2 separate regions of the Hordeum vulgare genome follow, and region 1 is linked to region 2. Evidence: chromatin contacts called from public Hi-C data. All regions are on one chromosome and are shown on one strand. Each heading gives the region's core, a stretch centred on a gene start, on an enhancer-like site or on the middle of the called end of the contact. The rest is flanking DNA. Distances are from core to core; before and after follow the strand shown.

Evidence for each region. A called contact is a pair of places that touch in the nucleus more often than the background predicts.
Region 1: a contact with region 2 is called in a Hi-C map of leaf, with 9 times the contacts expected there. The contact joins two enhancer-like sites. A contact is called at or near these places in 2 of 6 Hi-C or Micro-C datasets (leaf and seedling) and 1 of 1 datasets of contacts at active chromatin or transcription factors (embryo).

What each region holds. Positions count from the first base shown.
Region 1 is chr3H:416,976,586-416,982,818 of MorexV3_pseudomolecules_assembly, reverse strand. It overlaps the pseudogene LOC123440073. Among protein-coding and RNA genes, the nearest start is that of LOC123444043, 200 kb to the left of the region's middle. Within about 2 kb of position 4,643, at least 3 of the 3 cell types and tissues checked have open chromatin away from gene starts, as enhancers often do. A contact at or near this core is called in leaf, where this site is marked.
Region 2 is chr3H:416,844,473-416,850,801 of MorexV3_pseudomolecules_assembly, reverse strand. No RefSeq gene overlaps it. Among protein-coding and RNA genes, the nearest start is that of LOC123444042, 300 kb to the right of the region's middle. Within about 2 kb of position 1,736, at least 2 of the 3 cell types and tissues checked have open chromatin away from gene starts, as enhancers often do. A contact at or near this core is called in leaf, where this site is marked.

The sequences.
Region 1 (6,233 bases), core at 3,394-5,893, 130 kb before region 2:
TTATAATTGTTAATCGCATTAAAAAAATATTTGTGTCGAGAAATAATTTTATTTTAATAGTTATATCCAGTTTTAGAAAATAATTTAAAATCTTTTGGTTCAAGAAACAAGTATTCAGGCCCATATAAAAATGGTCATGTAAAAGAAATGGTCTATACGTAGGAAGAAATGTATTCAAGTGTTGCAAGAAAAGATTCACCCATAAGAAATTAACCGTTTATGTGTTGTTTCAAAAATGTTCACTTCTAACAAAAATATTTATAAATTTGTGTTTTGCTAGTTTATATATACAATTGTTCAAAATTATGTGAAAAAGTATTCGTTGTGAAAATAAAATGAGTGCATATGAAAATGCTCTTGTAATATTTAAAAGCATAATCTTCTAAGAAATGTTCTGTATGCCGGACATATATCTTTAGTTGTTGGAAGAAATTTACGCCCATAGAAAATTAAATATCCACGGAGATGGAATAAATATTCTTGCATTTGTTTCCAAAAAAATTAATTTTATCAGAATCACATTTTTACAATTTTTTGGTTTTTTGCAGATGCTTTTTTGTATTTAGGATTTTTTATGAATTCACATTTTTTTTAATTCCTGAAAGAAACAAATTCGTGGAATTTTCTAAAATCACAATAAAATACTAAATACGTGATTGTTTTTAAAAATGTGTTGTTGTTTTTCATATTTCTAACTATTTTCACTTTCTTAAAAAAAATCTTGTTTTTTGTAATCCATGAAGATGTTTTTTAATAAAATCTCTGAGAAACTGAAACAGTAGCTACTGGTTTTTTCCCAGCCATCAAGCGAGCGAGGTGACGTAAGCCACGCCCCACTTATCTTGTGTGTGAGTGTTGATGCTCCTGGGCAAACCGGCGCGTGCAGCGCATCCCCTCTTCTCCTACCGGACCGGCCCATCGATCAGCCTTTTTCGTTCTGTTTCGAAATAGTAAAAAGCAAGATGCACCCGCAACCGCATGAGGTTGAACTCAGGACCAACTAACTTGTCCGTGAAAGTTTCAACTGCACAAACGACATGGACAATTGCTGGTTACTCAACATTTACTTTTGTCCTTATCTGTCTACGTATAATTTCTTCCTGATAATAAAGCACCTAGTGCTTCTGTCGTACTCTCTCCGGTCTTTTTTACTCCGCATATTATATTTTGGTCAAGTCAAACTTTACAAAGTTTGAGCAAATTTATATTACAAATATCAATATCTATAATACCAAATATATACATTATGAAACTACATTTCGTAAAGAATCTAACAGTATTGATTTGGCATAGTGAATGTTCATAATTTTTTTAATAAATTTGGTCAAAGTAGAGATATTTTGACTTTGGACAAAACTTATACGCAGACTAAAAAGGACCGGAGGGAGTACCTCGCGACATTTTTGCAAAAAGGCCCCTTGCTTTTCCGGTATTCAATCCGCAGTACGTTTCTAAATTAAAAACGTTTCGGATTTACATAACCCCCTTCATCTCCCGCACCCACGAGTTGCCCCCGCGAGCAGCCGCGCCGCCCTGCCTCCTGCGCCTCCCCGCTCTCCCTGCCTCTCCTTGCGCCGCCGCAGCTCGCGCCGGCAGCCGCCCCCGTCGCGCGCCTCGCGTGCCAGTCCCTCCGGACGCCGCAGCCGCGTGCTCACCGAGCACCTCCGCCCTGGCGTTGACCCTGTCTCCCGATCCAATCTTGACCTCCAGCGCACCGCCACCTCCTGCCCCGCCCCGACTAACCCCGGCGACACTCGATCCGGTGTTGCGCCGGCCGGCGATTGGGAAGACCAAGACGGTGTCCCTGCTGCGGCAGCTCTACGACGCCGGCCACCGCTCCTTCGGCAAGAACTATGTCCAGGAGTTCGTCACCAAGGCGCCGCAGGTGAGGACACCTCCTCCAGATTTTACTGGATTGGATTGGATTGGGTGGCTGGATCCCCGTCTGTTTGCTGGTTGCACAGCAACAAGGTGAGATCGCTACTAGGTATGGTCAGTGTCTCACAATATTTTCCCCTTCGATTCCCTCAGTGACGGCCACATGAGAACCTCGGACGACCGGCGGACGTCGGTAGGGGCGGGCTCGGGCGGGAGGCGCGGTCGGTTGGACGACGGAGAGGTAGCCACTCACCACAGGAGACAGAAAAGTGCTTTTCCTGTCTACGCATGGAGAACCGGCACAACTATGTGCGCAGGACGGCTGGGCTCGCTGCTAGATTCTTCATTAACCCTGCCACTAGCCAGCAAATGTTTCCGGTCTTATTCTAGCTGGTTGCGCTGACCTCAAGACTGAATTGAGTCAATCTGACTTGTTTGATTAGCGCTTGGCAGCCAAGATACTGAAGGTTGTCACTGTCTCTCATGGTGGAGAGGATGGCTTCAACCAAGCCATTGAGATATCTGTTGAAGTCCTTTCCAGTGTCAAGTTTATCCAAGAAAAGAAGTTGATTGGGAAGTACTTTGAGGAGATAAGCCTAGACACTGGGAAGTATGTTTTTGGTGTGGATGACACCATGTCTGCCCTTGAAATGGGTGCAGTTGAGACACTGATTGTGTGGGAAAATCTTGATATCAATCGATACATCTTGAAGAATTATGCTACTGGAGAAACTGTGGTAAAGCACTTCAACACGGCACAGGAAGCAGATTCGAGCAATTTCGAGGATGAGGCAACATCTGCAGACGTGGAGGTGGTTAAGAGGACCTTGCTACTGGAGTGGTTCGCGGAAAACTATCGGAAGTTTGGTTGCGCGTGGAGCTCATCACGAATAATGCGGAGGAAGGATCTCAGTTCTGTATGGGCTATGGTGGGATAGGAGGGACCCTCAGCTACCGGGTTGACTTAAACGCTTACGAAGACACATCTGATGAGGAGTATGATGAAGGCTTTGAAGAGCAACCAACTGAAACTCCAGTGCATTCAGTCCGTGAGGAGCCTGTCATAGCCCGGAACCAGAACCAGAACGCGCCGCAGCAGGAGGCCCGGAAAAATTAAGGTTTGTACTAAATTGTGGCAGCTCCTCCCTTATACAAATGATCATTTTTAATGTTTGGTTTGATTTTCTAATTTGAGGGAAACAAGGAAAAGAGTTAAGAAGCGATGATCATCATGATTAATTATCATGTGACGAACCATACTCCTGATGCATAAGTGAAGAAATCCTCTCAGCAAGATTGGGAGGAAGGCTGCATTTCTGATCTCCAACAGAAGATTATCCTATTTAGCATCGCTTGTGTTAGTTTTAATAATCATAGATTCATAGCTATAATTTAGTATTAATCATCTCTTGTGTGAGGCTTGAACTTCCGTGTTAAATTTCAGCTGCAGCTATACTCTATTTTTCTTAATGAAGTTGTGATATCAGCACTATATTTATGTTTGAATGGATGTATCAGTGCGTCATCACGCTTGAAATAAATCCAGTGTGCGTTTATCTGCCATACCAATAGTCCTGCCATTTGGGAATGCATTTTATTTCTTTGAAAATTACTGACTTAGTACTTAAGATGGTGGTTTTTTTCTCCCGTTGCAACGCACGGGGCCTTTTGCTAGTGCCCTTTATTTTGTGTAATGTTTTCCTGATTCTTTTCTGTTTTACTTTTATTTTTATAAAAATGCGTGAAGTTGTTTCAACTCGATGATTTTTTAAAATATTATGAAGTTCTTTTTCAGTTTTGATGAATTTCCATTCAAATTCAACTGAACATTTTTTCAAATTCAATGAACTTTTTACAAACCCACTGAAAAAAATGAAAATTCAGTGAACCTTTTGTCAAAATCCATGAACTTTTAAAAAAAATCGATGACCTTTTTTCAGATTTGATGAACTTTTTTTAAAAATCCATGAAATTGTTTAAAAAAAATTATGCATATTTTCAAATTTGATGAACTTTCGTCAAAATCCATGATCATCTTTCAAATTTGATGAACTTTTTCTCAAAGTCCATGAAGTTTTTTTAAAAACATCGATGAACTTTTTTCAAATTTTATGAACGGTTTTCAAAATCCATAAACTTTTTAAATATTCGGTGAACTTCTTGTCGAAATCCATGAAGTTTTTCAACTCGATGAATTATTTTGCAATTTTAAATAATTTTTTCAAATCGACAAACTTTTACCAAAATTAATGCACCTTTTAAATTGGCAAACTTATTGTTTGAAATCAATGAAATTTTTGTAAACTGATGAACATTTTTCAAATTAGTGATTTTTTTCAAATTTCAAGAACTTTATCCTAATTTTTTGGAACTTTTTGCAAATTCGTGAAGTGTTCGCAAATTTCTATATTTCTTTTCAGTTTACACGAACCTTTAAATTTTATTAACTTTCTTCAAATTCACATTTTTATTGTGGATTCATTTTTCATTTTTTTTCATTTTACCATAAAATATTCTGCATAACAGGTTGGTAAATAATAAGAAGGTTTTGTCATTCGAATCGACATCGGGACAGTTCGACCTTGTGGCTATGGTCGTTGGTTTGGGTACACGCAGGCACGGATCGACTCCTGATTCTTCCATATTTTGAACCCTTTTTTTCGATAACGTTCCTCGCTCCTCACTGTGTCTTCTGGGCTAGCCCATTACACGAGGCATGCGAGTGTCAGTATCGCTAGCCGGCGACCTCAGCATCGAACAAGAGCACCCTGCTCCGTGGAGCTCCTGCCGCTCTTTGCTGCACGGAGTCCTGCGTCGCGGAGGGGGGTGCCACAACTGGGCTGGCCCAGCTTCGTTTCCATTTTTCTTTTACTTTTTTCCTTTTCTGCTTATTTCCTTTTTTGGTTCGTTTTTCTTACCTTTTTCCTTTTCTTTTGGAACCATGAACAAATTTGGAATCGCGAACAATATTTTTGTACCTTTTCTTTTGAAAAATCGTGAACAAATTTGTTACTTGTTTATTCTTTTTTGTGTTACTTTTTTCCCTTTTTTGTTACTTTTTCCTTTTTTGTTACCTGTTCTTTTGAAAAATCATGAACAAATTTTGAAGCACGAACAATGAAACGAACAATTTTTGAATCTTTAGAACAAAATTTTAAGAAGGAGAACAATTTTGAAAAACCCAAGCAAATTTATAAATGCGAAAAAATTTAAAGCACGAACATTTTTTCAGTTTTGAGAACAAATTTTGTAACCGAGAAATTTTTACAAAAAACCCGAATAAATTTGGAAGAGCGAACACATTTTTAAAGCATAAACATTTTTTGAATCTTGAGAACAAAATTTTGAAACGGAGAACAATTTTCAAAATGCCTGAACAAATATTGAAGTACGAATAATTTTTAAAGCATGAATATTTTTTAAACTTGAGAACAAATTTTAAAAACTAAGAACAGTTTTGAAAAATCCTGAACAAAATTGGAAACGCGGACAATTTTAAAAGAACACGAACATATTTCTAACTCATGAACAAAATTTAAAAATTATGACTTTTTTTATAATGAGAGCATTTTTTGAAATACGATCATTTTTACAATCTTTTGGTTTCTTGCAGATGCTTTTTTGTATTTAGGATCTTTTATGAATTCACGATTTTTCTAATTCCTGAAAGAAACAAATTCGTGGAATTTTCTAAAATCATAATAAAATGCTAAATATGTGATTTGTTCTTAAAAATGTGTTGTTGTTTTTTCATATTTCTAACTATTTTCAGTTTCTTAAAATAATCTTTTTTTGTTTTTTGTAATCCATGAAGATGTTTTCTAAATAAAATCTCTGAGAAACTGAAAACAGCAGTTATTGGTTTTTTCCCATCCATCAAGCGAGCGAGGTGACGTGAGACACAAAAAACTGTCTTATCTTGTGAGGATGTGTGCGAGTGTCTTATCTTGTGTGCGAGTGTTGATGCTCCGTGGGCAAACCGGTGCCTGGAGCGCATCCCCTCTTCTGCTACTGGACCGGTCCATCGATTTGCCTTTTTCGTTCTATTTAAAAATAGTAAAAAGTAAGATACGTCCGCAACCGCATGAGCTTGAACCCAAGACCTACTAACTTGTCTGTGAAAGTTCCAACTGCACTAACGACATGGACAATTGCTAGTTAGTGAACATTTACTTCCGTCCTTATCTGTCTACGTATAATGCCCTTTATTTTATTTAATGTTTTCATGTTTCTTTTCTGTTTTACTTTTATTTTTATGTAAATGCTTGAAGTTGTTTCAAATCGATGATTTTTCGTAAAATTATGAAGTTCTTTTCAATTTTGATGAATTTACAATCTGCGTCCCCGGCTCACTT
Region 2 (6,329 bases), core at 487-2,986:
CTTGCCTAGAAAACAGCTAGTAGGGCGGTTTAGCTTGTGGCAAATTAGAGACTGCTTCGTGCAGTACTATGTTTGCATTGTGCAACTGTGCGTAGAGCAGGCCACGTAGAATAGAGACAGACTGATCACATGAGGTTGAATCTGATTTTTTTTAATTAGAAAAGGAGGATATACCCCCGGCCTCTGCATCTAGACGATGTATACAACCATTTTATTAATTATTTACAGAGACTATACAAAGTAATACATCAGTCAGCCTGAAGCCACCATCTAGACAACACATGTTGCTACTCCTATTTCTTGATGAAGGTGTGCTGAATATCCAGGCCAAATACCAAAAGATATCGCACCAAATCCTAACATCTATAGTCTGATGCTCCAGCCCAGCCACCACTGAGACTGGATCCCAAACTGGTCCGGCGCAGAGGCCGCCTCCACCATCTACCACCGTACCCTCTTCAGAGCTATAACAAACGCATCATCCTTGCGAGGTCTGCCGTCGACGCCACCACGGTGCCAGACAGCATCACCATCCTGCATGTATCCGCCTACACGTGCCTGTCGACGAACCACCGCAGTGCCATGCCGCCGGGCTACACCGTATGGCTCACGGTAGACCAAACACCGCTCCTCCTCTTGTCCCGTCCACCCAACACGTACTCCAAAACGATGCCCTCAGGAGGGAAATGACATCGAAGATGCCATCATCGTCCGACCGGTAGATCCAGATCTAAGGTTTTCCTTGGAGCATCATGAGTGTGGTGCCACGACCTGCAACAACGATGACATGGGCTGGTAACGACGTCCTAGACGCCGCCATCGTCCGCCATGACCGAGGTCGGCGTGATTTTCACCGGAAGTCGCGACCCCCCGATCTCGTGGCTGGATGGAACCGAGGGAGGCACGTCATGTAGACGAAGACCACCGGCCGAAGAAGTCCAAGCCGTGACGGATCTGGGCAGGAAACGCCAGATCCGCAGTCCTCGATGACCGCCCTTGCGCGCAGCCGCTGCCCTCGCCGGATGGAGCGCCTCCGCCGCCATCCAACCTAACCAAGGCCGGCCATGGGGCCACAAACGCCGCCGCACATCAGGTCCGCCGCCCTGACCGCCGCCCCTGTCTTCCCTGCGCGCGACGGCCCCTTCGCCTCGCTGGGGCTCCGCGGCACCACCCGCCCTGGCTCTGAGGCGCATGGCCCGCCGCCACCGCGGCCCTTGCCGGCGGCAGCGGCGGCCGAGGAAGGAGGGGACCGCTCTGGCGGCTAGGGCTTCGGGGGCCCCTAGCGTCGCCCGAGGGGAGGCGACGCGAGGGGGAAGTAATCCCGGCTTAAATACTAAAAGGCTTCCGTAGGTATCAACTGGCTGATGATGCATGCAATTAAAGGGGAACCCTAAGCAATGGTAAATGTGTCAGCACAGAAATGCTCATTGCACCATGGACCCTCTCCCAGTCCCATGCATTGACTGACCAAACCACCCATTCAGCTTGGCATATCATGCATGATATACCTCCATTATCTCCAAGAGATCCATGTAAAATCTTCTTCCAGATAGCTGAGGCCAAAAGTGGGAAGGGCAAGCCGAGCAGTTCCAACTCCCAACTCAGATCACTTTCAGGATGAACAGGAAAGCAAGTCAGTTTCAGACTGGAGAAAGCTATCCACGTCGTGTTATCTGGAAGGGGATCGGAAATGAGAGGTCTCCAGGCCCATCAGACCCTACCACTTGCATGGCACCTTTCCTTTCCTTTTCTATGACGACCGAAGAGACATGTGGCCGGGACTATGACCCAGTCAAGACGGTGGCTCTCTATCTAGTCGGAAGAGCGAACGGCATGCAGGGTGAAACTGGGACATGGCAAAATTTTCAACCTTGTGGGCTAGCTTTGGATCTTTTAATTTCCCGGTGTCAAAACGTGCTTGATGGAAAAAAATGGCAGTGTCCAGATGTTGTTGTCGTTGAATACTGTTCCTGCGCAGGCAGCAGCTACTAGCTACAAGCGCCTCTTTGAACGTGGAAAAGAAAAGATCCCAGTGATTGCGCGAATAAGCATCACCGCATGTAGAGCATGCATGATGCATATAGATATAGGCCTGTAAACATTGTTTCAAGAAAAAAGACCTGTAAACTCAATCATTTTTTTTAATGAGACATAAGAGACTCATCGACAATATGCAAAGGAGAGTAGATTTTTGAAGCCCGGGTGCATTGGAGGACCTTATTGTAAATAGTTAAATATGACATCTGAAGTTTCAAAAAAAATTGACAAGAGTTTTACATGATCGTATGGATGTATATTACACATGTGTAAAGTTTGGTGATAAGTTAGTAAACATGTGAGCTATACAAAAATGACAATATGACGATTTGTAAATACTCTCTTCTTTCCAAAATAACCGTCTCAAGCTTGGTGCAATTTTATATTAGAGAGCTAGTACAAACTTGAGACATTTATTTTGGAACGGAGGGAGTAGTAAATAATACACCCACTATTCCTAAATATAAGTCTTTATAAAGATTGTATTACTGACTACATACGGAGCAAAATGAGTAAATCTATACTTTAAAATATGATTATTTACATTCGTATGCAGTTTATAGTGAAATCTCTAAAAAATTATATTTAGGAATGAAGGGGGTACTTGCACTATTCATCTTTTCAAATCATGATTTTTCATTTTTGTGTAACTGACATGGTTATTTATATCGGTGCATTTCAGAAATGTGTAATATACATCCATATAAACATGTTGATTTTTTTTCAAAAAAATTTAAAACTTCAAAATATTATTTTGGCACAAAATATAGGCCTCACTGGAGCTCCTCCTTCAAAGTGACTTTTTGTATGCATAGTTACTACATAGTACTCCCTCCGTCCTAAAATTCTTGTCTTAGCTTTGTGTAGAAATGAATGTATCTAAATACTAAATTTAACTAGATACATTTGTATCTAAACAAATCTAAGACAAGAATTTTGGGACGGAGTGAGTATGTGACTTTTTTTTCACATAATAAGGTCTACACATTTTTTTCCGTGGGAAAAGATCTGCACATATAATGCCGCACATGACTGGGCAAATAATTTTTTTGAACAATCACCGTGGGAGGGGAGGGGGGGGGGGGTCCCACCTGAATAATTATTTTTGAACAATCACTAGGCAAATTAAGAAAGGAAGGAAAATGAACCTTATGCACTGCTATGCTAACTGGCACAAAAGTAAAAATAAAGTGGAAATTCAAGGAAATTACAAGGAGATAACTTGTGCTGATGGAAGTGAAACAATGCATGCATGGCAATGGCATCATGCTCATGTGAGGCCGAGGTCACTGGTCCAAGTTGAACGTGCATGTTGTGGTCCAAGCTAAGAGATGAGTTTGACTCGGTTAGGTCTGTCTAACCAGATCAAGTCAAGCCCTGAGATTAAACTATTCCGTTGTTGATTGTTTCATGCCGTGCAAGCATCAAAGTTCTCTCTACTTGGTAAGTAAAGCACACAAAAACAACGCATGCCATGCTTCTTGCAGCTAATTAACTAATCAGTCGACAAATATTTCTAGGGGCGTGCTTTACCCTATGCTCATACGTACTATCGCTTTCGATCTCCTCCCATCCCCTCGCCGAATAAGTAGAAGAATTAGAGGTGATTGCGGAGTTTTGTGCCCGCGAATCACCACCAAACAACCAGTGCTAAGCTACGGTCGGCAAACCTAGCTAGCTAGTGCACTAGCCATTCGTGCTCGTGGCCAAGGAAAACACATCTCTCTTGCGTGCACGCACAACCATCTCTTCACTTGTGAAGGGAAGGAACAGAAAGCAAGAATATTGTTCAATTATTACCATGCAACATGCATTGGCAAAGCTACAGTATATGCTAAGTGGGCTGTAGTATTTGTCTAGAGATACTTAGAATATGTACGTACGTACTACATGCAAATTTTAAAATGAACCCTTTAAACCGGAAAAGAGGGAGTATGTAGGCTTCAAATTTTGGTTTGGGGAGGTGGAGAGAGGGCCGGGGCATGTGAGTGAACTTTGGGGCGTACGGTTGGGCGCATGTCACGCTCGTTGGCCGGCTGGCCGTGCAAGTGCAAGTGCAAGGATGATGTATGAAATTGAAGGAGCCCACGTGTTGCGCCGCGCGTCCCTGGGCGGTGCCCGTGCGGTGCGGTGCGACACGGTACGATCGGCGCCGTTTTCCTTCCTCCACTGCGCCGGCCGTCGGGTGGATCAGGCTTGCACAAGGATGAGGGCGTCCGCGCGGGAGCTTGCGCGTGCGGGCGACGTCGCTCAAGCGCAGCCCGGCGCGGCGGACGTCGGTCGGCGTCCGGACGGCCGGACGGCGACGTGGAGCGCGCCCGAGAGCGACGTGCGGCCAGTTGGAGTCCGAAAGAAGGCTAGTCGCTGTGTGCGGAGCGGTCAAGTATGTCGTCATGGGATTTATGGCCGTGGATGCTGGATACGGGTCAACCTTATCAGGCTTATACACAAACAAAGAGAGGAGAATGGACCGTGACAAGGGCAGATGCTTACCTTACTCTTGCACCAGAGCTGACCGGCTTGTCGTTTTCATGAGCAAACTACTCCTACCATTTCGAACCAGACCGCCCTGCTCTGGTTACGGAGCACTCCCTAAAAAACAAGCGAAAACACAAATAACCTCGCTTGATGTACGTTGCATCGGAATCTTTTGCTGTGCGTGCCCCCCTCACGGCACATATTCAAATTCAGCACACTCACCGGTGGCAATCGTGCCCGCAACGATGTGGAGCAGGTGAGGCTCGTTTATTCTAGTATAGGGGATCAGAATTTCGGATCGCCCTTCAGATCTCACAGAAATTATAAGACTAGAAGGAGTTTGGAGCAAGTCAAACAAATGAGGCAGTGGGTCACACGCGACAGCAACATGAGTCTACCTCCCAGTCCCAGTCCCAGTCCCAGGTCATCACAGGATGCTGCGCAGGATTATAAAAGGTTTAGACTCGCCCAATTTGCTCTACATATAACTGTTACTACTTGCATTGCATACATTAGCAGTTGTTGGCTGGTTGCCTCCTCACTTGACCAAGTCTACCATCGGCCCATCAACTGTTAAATTATCGGGGCCAAACTGTCCACTGTCATGTGGCGCTTGTTCCTTTTTGCATCTTCAGATTTGCTATTTTGACTCGGGGTGGCCGACTTCAGACTTCTCAAGGCATCTATAGAGTACAACTAAAAAAAGGCATCTATAGAGTACTACTCCCTCCGTTTTGGTTTATAAGTCATCTTATGTTGTACACCGCGACCAAGGCGAAGAGGAAAACGAAAAAATTTAATGTTCATTTGCTAATTAATATCATTACATGCAATGAACAAAGGCTGCTCATAATGGGTAGTAACATATAATAGTATCATGCATATGTTACTATTGTATGATACTACTTTCAAGCTGGTTGTAATGGTTAGTATCATATATTAGTATCATGCATATGATACTAGTCTATGATACCACATCCATAATGCATAGTATCATATGCTAGTATCATAGGGTAGTCATTTATTACCATGCAAGACACATAATAGCACATCATTTAATATAATACGGTATCATGATATGATACTCAGAGGGTGCTTGGATACGTTTTAGTCCCATGACTAAAAATAGTGAAACTAAAACTTGCTAGCCTCACCCATGCTTGGATCCAAATACTAAAGAGAGTAAAATCAACCTAATGAGCATTTATCTCCAAACCCTCCAATCTGGAACTCGCCTGTGTTAAAGGAAATGAGTTAAATGAGGAGAGAGATGACTAATCCACATTTTAGTAGGGGTACCCCTGACTAAAAAAATTTAGTCTCAAGACTAGTTTTAGCCCCTCTTTAGTCAGGGGTGCTTGAAACTTTAGCCTCTTAAAGAGACTATTTTTAGTCAGACTAAAATAAGTCCCTTGAATCCAAGCACCCTCTCAACCCCCTCTTTCTTCATTTAATTTTATGCCACCTCATAAAAAATGCCTAGTTGACATGCATGATACTACCTATGATACTTCCATTACGGGCAGCCTCATAATGCATAGTATCATAAACTAATATCATAGGTGATCTCATTTATTAACATGCATGACACATAGTAGCATAGCATTTAACATGATACGGTATCTACCTATGTTACTCTAACCCTCTCTCTCTTCTATAATTACTTGCCACATCAGCATGTTTGCTAGTCCCAAGACTATGATACTAGATATGATACCCCCACTATGGCCAGCCTAACCACTGCATGCTGTGTTAGATACTCTTAAGTCATTAAAAACATACACGTCTCATGTCTTTTATTGATTGATTGTTTT